Regions from separate parts of the Gossypium hirsutum genome. Here region 1 is linked to region 2. Evidence: chromatin contacts called from public Hi-C data. All regions are on one chromosome and are shown on one strand. Each heading gives the region's core, a stretch centred on a gene start, on an enhancer-like site or on the middle of the called end of the contact. The rest is flanking DNA. Distances are from core to core; before and after follow the strand shown.

Region 1 (4,600 bases), core at 460-2,959, 210 kb before region 2:
AAGGAAGAAACTCTAAGGACTACCTTTGCTGAGCTGGAGGTAGAAGTAGAACTAGAGGGTCCAGCACCAAGCATCTGTTGACCTAAACCTTGCTTAATGATTTCCTGGTGTAACTCTGGAGCCTGAGGTAACAGTAAGAATTAAAAAATCAAAGGTAAGGAGGATTGCAAAGAACAAATGGCGCATAGAACATTCTTAACTTAATACCTCCCTCTAGTTTGGCTTTAAGAAACCTCTTAATTGATTGGCTTCAAACAAGGCAGAAAATGTGTTCTGTACGATTAATTTGATCTAAGGTAGTCATGTTTATATGCCCTTAGAATGCGTCTATTACCACAAATCTCAAGTTTTATTTATTCTGAATTTTAGCAGTGTAAGATATATAGGCAAACAAAATCTAGACTACCATTACTACATATATTTCTATATAATACCGAGCTATATCCATATGCATCTGAATTTCACAGCATTTGGCCAAAAAAAAAAAAAGAATGATTGCAATCATTTCAAGAGACATTCTGAATGTGCAAGTTAACCAGTAAGATAAATACAAAGAGTGGAGCAATCTTCTGCAAGGTTTACAAACTAATCCGCATTTAACATCTAAAGACAACACAGGGACTTTATCTAACAGTCATGAAATAGAATCAATATGCTCCATCTCAAACTTCCAAAAGTAACTATATGTTGTACTCGGCCATTGAAAGTTAAACATCAGATGAAATATAAGCATTATTTAAAGAATAAATCATACCAAGTATGGAGAAAGACCTACCTTAGCAGATATTTCCAAAGATTTCAGGTAAATTTCATTGCTGGGATCCTACAAATACAAAGCTACCAAGTTAAAAAAAAGAGCATTCAAGCAATGAGTCTATAGATCCATCCATAAATGCAGTAATTGATACTTTAGCCAAACAAAACTACAGAAAAACCTCATCAACTGCTTGCTGGAAATATTGAGCTGCCTTTTCGAAGTAAGGCCTGGCCTCATCTTCCTTGCTAGTCAAAAATGCAAAAGAAGTCTGAGCATTTCCCAAACACCATAAAGCATCATGCTTCTTAGGGTTAATCGACAAAGCCTCCTCTAGCTTCGAAATAGCATCTATTCACAATTAATTTTTAGTAACCAAGAAAATTAATATTTGAATTACAAATGAATGAAATTAAATTTATTATTTATTATGTGCATATAAATTATGAGAACCTTGAATCATTTTCTGTGAATCTGGAACGCTTTGAAACTGAGACAACTCAAGTAAAGCTCCAGCCCATCTTGTTAAGTTCTGCAAACAATAAATATAAATTAAAAATTGGACAAATATCAATTTTAATTGGAAAAAGAAAAAAGAAGAAGACAAAAACGGATCGACAGAAGGAGGAAGCGAACGTCGCCATCGAGAGGATTGGAAGCATAAGTAGCTTCGGAAATTTTACGAGCTTGCTCGAAAAAGAGCAGCCTATCGAGCTCACTCGACGATTCCATGGCTGCTCGTTCTAACTTCTTCTTCTTCTTCTTTTATCGGGTTCGATATTTCTTATGTAATAAGCTTAGAGAAAACAGTGACTATGGCTTCTTCTCAGTTCCGACCACAATGGCGGCCTAGTGGAAACTGCCGCAAATTTTCAGTTTCCGTCAAAGAAAAATGGAAAATAAATAAATAAACTGGGTTTTTCGGGTATTTTCACATTTAAGGGATATCGGCCTCTTTTCTAAAATGGGCTTAGTATGCAAATATAGGATAATCTTGGGCTTGGGCTTTGCTTTCTTGGAAGGACAATCTCTGAATAAATACATTTTGGCAGTCAAGCTTCAACTAATATTCGAATTAATGTTTTGACCAAATAAAATATTCGAATTAATGACTTAAATATATATTAATATTAGTTTTCTTACCACCAAAAATATAAATTAAAATATATTAAATTATTTTATAATTTTATATAAATTTAATTTTATTATTATATAATAAATAAATTTAAATCATCTTAAAATTTATTTTATATATTTTGTAATTCAATATTTTATTTGATAAAAATAAAGTCTTAAATTATTTTATGTATATGATATATACAATTTCTAATATTAAACATAGATGAAAATGAGTTTATAAAATCTATCACTTTTTTACTTACTAATTCATATTTCATATGGCGAAGGCATGTCTTCTTTTCTCTTTCCATCAAATAAAAAAAAACTCAATCCTATAAAACAATATTTATTATAATAAAATTTAATTAACATAAAAATCCTTATAAATAAAAATATAATTAGCATAAATTATAACATAATAAACTTTAATTTTTTGTAATTTGTTTTACAATTTAAATTTTTTAAAAATATATATTTAATATAAGTATTTATGAATTTTTATATTAATAAAAATCCATATAATGAATTACAACAAAAAAATTAATTTAGCATAATGGAATTTACTATTTATTAGTCAAAAAAGTTTTGATTTAAAAAATAATTTATGAAACAAGTTAAAAAAATTAAAATTAATCCCAAAATATATTAAAAACAAAAATTTTACAATGTTTAACACAATCATACAAAATTTATAAAGTTTTTTTTTTGAATAAATTGACTGGGGTATTATTATTTGAATAGAAAAAACCAATACTACAGCCCAAAAAACATTGGGTTCAATTATGCTGGAATGGACAGAAAATTAAAACATGGACTACACTTTTTATCTTAAATGAGAAGCCCACTGAAATTTAACTAAGGAAATAAACAGAAAATAAATACTAAAGAAAATAAGAGAAAGTAAACCAACAGTCATTTCCCAGCCAAATCAAAACAGCCTGGACACCATTATTATTTCTGACTTTTCATGTCAAAACGTCAGTTCTGTTCAGAGGATAGCAACTTCCAAAAAAATCTATCTTTATTTGCTATCTTTGTTGTTTCATTTCACCTTCAACATCTTTCTTCAGTTTGGGTTTTGTGGCTATCTTTCTTCTGGATTAGTTTCTTTATAGTTCAGCGTCTCCCCTACCAGGTACATCTCTTCCCCTTTCTTTAATGCATCCTTTGCTAGTTTGTGGGCTTGAAGATTCTTTGTTCTTTGAATAAACCTAAAGGCAATTTCTTGAAAGTGAGATTTGCTACTTTAGATATCTTTAATAATCGTACCAATAATCGATTTATCCCGAACTGTCATTTGGCATTTGTTGATAACTGTTTTCGAATCCCCCATAATCGTAACTGAGCGTAAACCCATTTCGATGCCTAACTTAATTGCTTCTAAACATGCACATGCCTCTACAACAAACGGAGATAAGACGTTGGAATGAAGAATCGATTTTGAGGCTTTAATCATACCTTTCTGATCCCGAACTACTAGTCCTGACGTCGATCTGGAATTTCTAATATCAAAAGCTGCGTCGAACTATATTATCTCCCTCAATGACTCCCCTCCCTGTCCTTAAGTTGTAGCAGACGTAAAGGTAAGCATTTTTTCACGCACTCCTTCAAGTTCCAATAAGTAGCTCTGTATTTTGTGTGAAAGGTCCCTTCCTGAAGTGATTTTCCTCTCATGAACCATCTGATTCCGTGAGCCCCAAATAACCCATAAGGTGCAGCAGAACATTCAGATCTGCTCCTTTGTACCCCTTCCAAAAACCTATGTGAGCCATGTCCATGTATTTTGATCTGTGTGTGTGCTGTTACTCAAGTCATATTAAGACTATTCCAAACATCAATGCTTGTAGGACATTGCCGAAACACGTGGTAGCTGTCTTCTTCTTCAGGAGCAGCATCGAGGACAACTAACATTTGTAATCACTCTCTTGTATCTAAGATTAACTAGCGTAGGGATATAGTTCCAGAAAATCTGCCATATAAGAATTAAAATTTTTGATGGTAGTTGTAAATTCCATAACTTCCTGTAGAATTTTTTAGTTTCGGCCTGTACTAAATAACTACTAGGATCCAAGCTAGCATCTTGTAATAGTTTGTAGGCATTTCATAATGAAAACTCGCCAGAGTGTTAACATTTCTACACTTGCATGTCTTCACAGTCTCTTATCGCAAGAGGAATCTGCAATACTCTTTGAGCAATGTCCATTTGGAAGGTAGTTGTAATTATCTTCGTTTTCCACATCTTAGTTGTACTGTCAATTAGATATGATACTAGTTCCAGCTCACCATTGCCTCCACTGTTGTGCCATGACTCAGGTTCAATCCCTAGTATCCATCGGTCAGTCCAAATAGAGATTGATTTCCTCTCCCAACTCTCTAGCTTAGCCCTTTAAGAAGGAGACCCTTCGATGCCCAAATGCTTTTCCAGGTAAGAGATGGTAAGTTTCCCAATTGTGCATTTAGAAAGTCAGAACTTGGATAATATTTAGCTTTAAGAACTCTGGCTAAAAGAGAATTTGGATAATTAAAAAGTCACCAGCCTTGTTTGGCTAACAACGCAATATTAAACTGGCTAAGATTTTGAAAACCCAACCCTCCGTTTTCTTTCAAAATGCAAAGATTTTTCCAAGTATACCAGTGAATTCCCCCCTTCCACGACCCTTTTGCCACCAATATTTCGCAACAATGCCCTCCATTTCATCGTATAGTAACTTTGGAAGTAAAAAGCAA
Region 2 (4,326 bases), core at 1,240-3,739:
ACAAGCTGCATATCACGGAAAGTATAAATTCCACCCGAGGATTTGTGCTTGTTCAGGAATAATTTCAGGTATTAAATTACAAAGAAAAATATCGTATACATAGGCTTACTTGTTCAAGAACAGAGTTTACATCCCTACCCCTCTCAACTGTATCTCGTCTTATTCTACGAGCAAGCCTCACATCAGCATCTATAATAAATTGCCAAATAAAACCGAGAACTGTAAGAACCCATGAGAGCAAGAAAGAAGAAACATGGTCACAGGGAAAAAAGAACAGATGCGCCATTCATCAAGCAAAGAAACAGACATACACACGTTCAACTAGGTGAGGAGATAGTGTTCTTAGAGTAATTTTTCGGTGACAATCCTGGGGATCTAAGAACCCAAATTTAAAACTTCCATGAATTGATTGGGTCCACTTTTGGAAATAAAAACCATTGCTAAACCAACGTTCCTCTTCTATTGGCTCGCAGGCCACTGGCTATTTACAATTTAAAACAGTTCGTAGACAACAATTACTCAATTAATACACTAGTTGACTTTAAGCACAGTTTTATACACTAGTTTCCATATCAGCTCAGATATCAACCAGATTTTTCTTGGTGAACATTTAAATTTAATCCAGTTTCTATTAGTTCATATACTTTCATTCTTTCTTCTTTTTTTTTTTTTTGAGTGGTTGACAATGGTTATGGGTTGATTAACCTCGATAATTATGCATGATAATAAGTCTTAAGTAAAGAAAACGAATCTAGCATCTTCACTAAATCATACAAATAGACATTTCTATGGCAATCATTTTAGGATGCTGCGACAATAAGTATCTTCGTAAAAGAGGTCAAACCTGTATCAACAAAAATCTTCATATTCATAAGGTTCCTGACACGCTGGTCATGGAAAACAAGAATTCCTTCCAAAATTATGACATCAGAAGCATTAACCTGAAAATAGATTAAACACCATGCAAATCCAGATAAGCAGCCAACTTATTGAATTATCACCTACATATTTGGATATTTTGCAATGCGACGAAGAATTTAATAACTAAAAGTCTAAAAGGAGAAAGAAAAGTAAAATGCAAGTGCAAGCAAGCATTTCATCTAAAGTAGAAACAAACATCCAAAACAACCATTCCAAGTTCTTTTGAGTAGTACAATTAGCTTGCTCCAGCATCATTAAACGTAATTTAACAAGGAACAAACTAACTACCTGTCGGAAACTATCCGAAGAACGACGATGTTGCTTAAAATCATAGATCGGGACCTGAACAGATTGCCCACTTTTAAGCTTCTCAACACATTCCAGAAGCTGCTCAGTATCAAAAGCATCTACACAAGCAAAAAATCAAATGAAGCACAGTCAAGAAAATACCATCTACTATAACAAAAGGCATCAAATTCAGCAAACAAAATCCAACTAGTTTACCAGGGTGATCAAAATTATACTCGTGCACGCGTTTTAACTCTTCAGTATTTAAACCACGATAAAACGAATCCTACATCATAAGAAAAAAAGAAGAAAGAAAATATAAACTAACAGTGTAATAAAATACAGTTCATAATCAAATAAATTAACTTGAATTTGAACCTGATTGACAAGAACAACGCGGTGATCGTGGAGCTGTTGGATGATCATGTCACAGACTGTCGTTTTACCTGAAGCTGTACCTCCAGAAACACCTGCTTAATCACTCAAGGAATAAATAGAGATCAAAATTTTCCATTTTTTATAAATAAATAATAAAAGAAGGCTTCTCTTTTTATTTAATTTTAAGAAATAAAAGCCAAATTAGAGACAAGCAGTAGCTATTCAGATTTCAGTTGGTTATCGGAAAGCGATTAGTTTGTTTTGAAGAGAAGAGTGAAGTGGGGGAAGGGAATACCGATGACGAAGGGCTGACGAGGAGCGTTGGCGTCGGCGAAAGCGGAGGAAGAGACAGAGGCGGCGGTAGGACTACGGAGGCCGGAGAAGTGAGGCCCCGATGCCTTCTCCATAATGTAGTCTATGGAATTCGTCTCCTCCGGCATTGTTGAGATTTTTTTTTTCTTTTATTCTTTTTTTAAATTCGAAACTTTAAAAAAGAAGAGTTGAAATTTCAACACAACAGAGACTGTATATATAGATATGGATGTAATTTTATGTGAGGAGGCTACGATTCATTTCCCTCTCGCTCAAAAAGCTTGAATTTTTTAACGACTTTAAATGTTTTATTTTAATATATTAAAAGACGAAGAGGAAACTTTTTTTATGTGTAAATTATTATTTTGGTTTGGTTTATAGTATAGATAATGTAGCGGAAAGAATCAGATTACTCAGAGGAATATGCTTGCGTGTAGGTACGCCTATTCTTTTGTTTTGAGATCATCTTCTTCATTGGTATATTTTTATGGGATAAAGCAGTACTTAGGCATTGAATTTGGTAAACTTTTTCGATTTCAGCCCTTTCATCCTTGTTAATTTTGGAACTTGACAGCTTTTGCTAATTTGATTCTTAAATTTGGATTCCACTAAAGTGTGATAATATGATACTTTATTAAAATATCACACTATCATATAAATTTTTTATATAAAATCTAAAAAATACAGAGAAAAATTACTTTCTTTTTAAAAATCAGGTCGTGCACTGAATCAAAGTTCAAGAATAAAATTGGGGAAAATTACAAAATTTGGGATCAACAAGGACAAAAAAGAATTCATGAATCAAAAAGTAAGAAAAATTACTTAGTTTGGGGACTAAAGTTATTTTATCCCTTTTATATGTGTTATGAATAAGTATTATATAGTTCAACCTTGCTCTCAATTAGTTTTCAATTAGGCATGTTTGTGTGGTTAAAAGATAAGTTTAATTCTTGTGGTTGATTTTAACTAAGACCTTGGCTTCTTCATTAATGTGGACTCAGATAGAATGCTCTGCAAGTGTGCCTTCCGCTTGGAATTGGATGCGGCCTATTCTATATTTTCACCAATCAAAACATCAATAATACCTCAGATTGGTTGTTTCCCTTTGTCTTTATGCCGATTGTCGGAAGGTTCCGCTATCTGATTATGCGTCTTATTCAGGGGATAAGTTTCTCGAGCCACATATTATTTTAGTTGGCCCCTACGAATGGCATCCTCAATGACATCCTTTAACTAGACGCAACGCTCTGTGCTATAGCCCCACTCGTCGAGGGATTTGTAATGAAAGGGTGACTCGTTTTTGTCGAAGGTTAGAAGGCATGGTTGGAGGTTTGCCTAGAACCCCCTGATATTCCACCTAATCAAATATGACAATTGGATAACAAATAAGTTGATATGTATGATGGTGATTATATAGGACATGGTCTCGATGGTGCTAACTTAGTCGATTGTCCCTAGTAGGTCCTAAGTGGTGAGGACTTTTTATAGTATTCACTATCCACCTATCACCTTGTTGCGGTGAATTATACTAATGAAATTGCCCGTCACCTACTGGGGGACGAGTCCTCTGCGCAGGTTGATAGTGTCACAGAGGGGAAGAAAGCTTTGAGAAATTGGTAGCATGGACTGCCAGGGTCACAGACTTGGCCCAATCAATATCCATCTGGTCCTCTTCTGTAAAACAATGAACCATCTCATACAATTGAGATAATTTACTTAGTGGGTTGTTAATAATGTGAAATCATAAAAATTGATGTGTAGTCCCAACCATGAAGGCCTAAAGGGCTAAATCATCAGATGCATCTTTTATGATCATCGTTGTTGTGTTAAATCTCTTAATAAAATCATGGAGAGGCTCTTCCTCGTGTTGCCGAATGAACATAAGATACGTTGAGGATTGTTGAGGGGTATTGTTAGACAAAAAACTACTTATGAATAACTCATCTAACTGATCAAAGCTGTCGATGGGCCCCTAAGAAAGTGATAAGTACCACTATCAAGTAGTTCCAGATAAAGTCATGGAGAGGGCTCTACACTTGACCTTATCTGAATCCCCAAGGATGTCCATGTGATTGTTATATTTGGTGAGATGATCTTCTGGGTCACCCACTTCATTGTAAGGCAGCTTGGCGAACTTAAAGATGCCCGAAAGGGTATGAGCTAAAACTGACCGGGTAGAGGTTCATTGGCATAACTCCACGAAGCTTCATTAGGCTTGGTAACCTTGACCGTTTTCAATAACTCCAACCTGAGGGTTGGTATCTGCTTTTCTACAAAGTGTGTTTTGTTGTGGGCTCTTCAGTCTGGGTGGTTGTCGTGTCAAGCCTCTTCTATAATCTCATCGACATTACCATCCCTTTGATTTCTATTGACGGTTAACTGAGCCAAGTCTTCTGAGTGGATAAGATCAAGCAAGTTGTTCTCTTT

Evidence for each region. A called contact is a pair of places that touch in the nucleus more often than the background predicts.
Region 1: a Hi-C map of leaf shows a contact between it and region 2, with 1.8 times the contacts expected there. The contact joins the promoter of LOC107892160 here to the promoter of LOC107892169 in region 2. A contact is called at or near these places in 2 of 34 Hi-C or Micro-C datasets (both in leaf).

Annotation. Positions count from the first base shown.
Region 1 is chrD09:12,300,806-12,305,405 of Gossypium_hirsutum_v2.1, reverse strand. LOC107892160 (mitochondrial import receptor subunit TOM20) reads right to left here and starts at 1,709. Exons shown (of 6, transcript XM_016817167.2): 1 at 1,391-1,709; 2 at 1,208-1,286; 3 at 936-1,105; 4 at 776-823; 5 at 24-122. The coding sequence starts at 1,486. LOC107892161 (sulfite oxidase) reads left to right here and starts at 2,857. Exons shown (of 13, transcript XM_016817168.2): 1 at 2,857-3,008.
Region 2 is chrD09:12,092,493-12,096,818 of Gossypium_hirsutum_v2.1, reverse strand. It overlaps LOC107892169 (uridine kinase-like protein 1, chloroplastic), which reads right to left and starts at 2,489. Exons shown (of 14, transcript XM_016817177.2): 1 at 1,883-2,489; 2 at 1,588-1,679; 3 at 1,426-1,495; 4 at 1,210-1,328; 5 at 845-941; 6 at 110-189. The coding sequence starts at 2,027.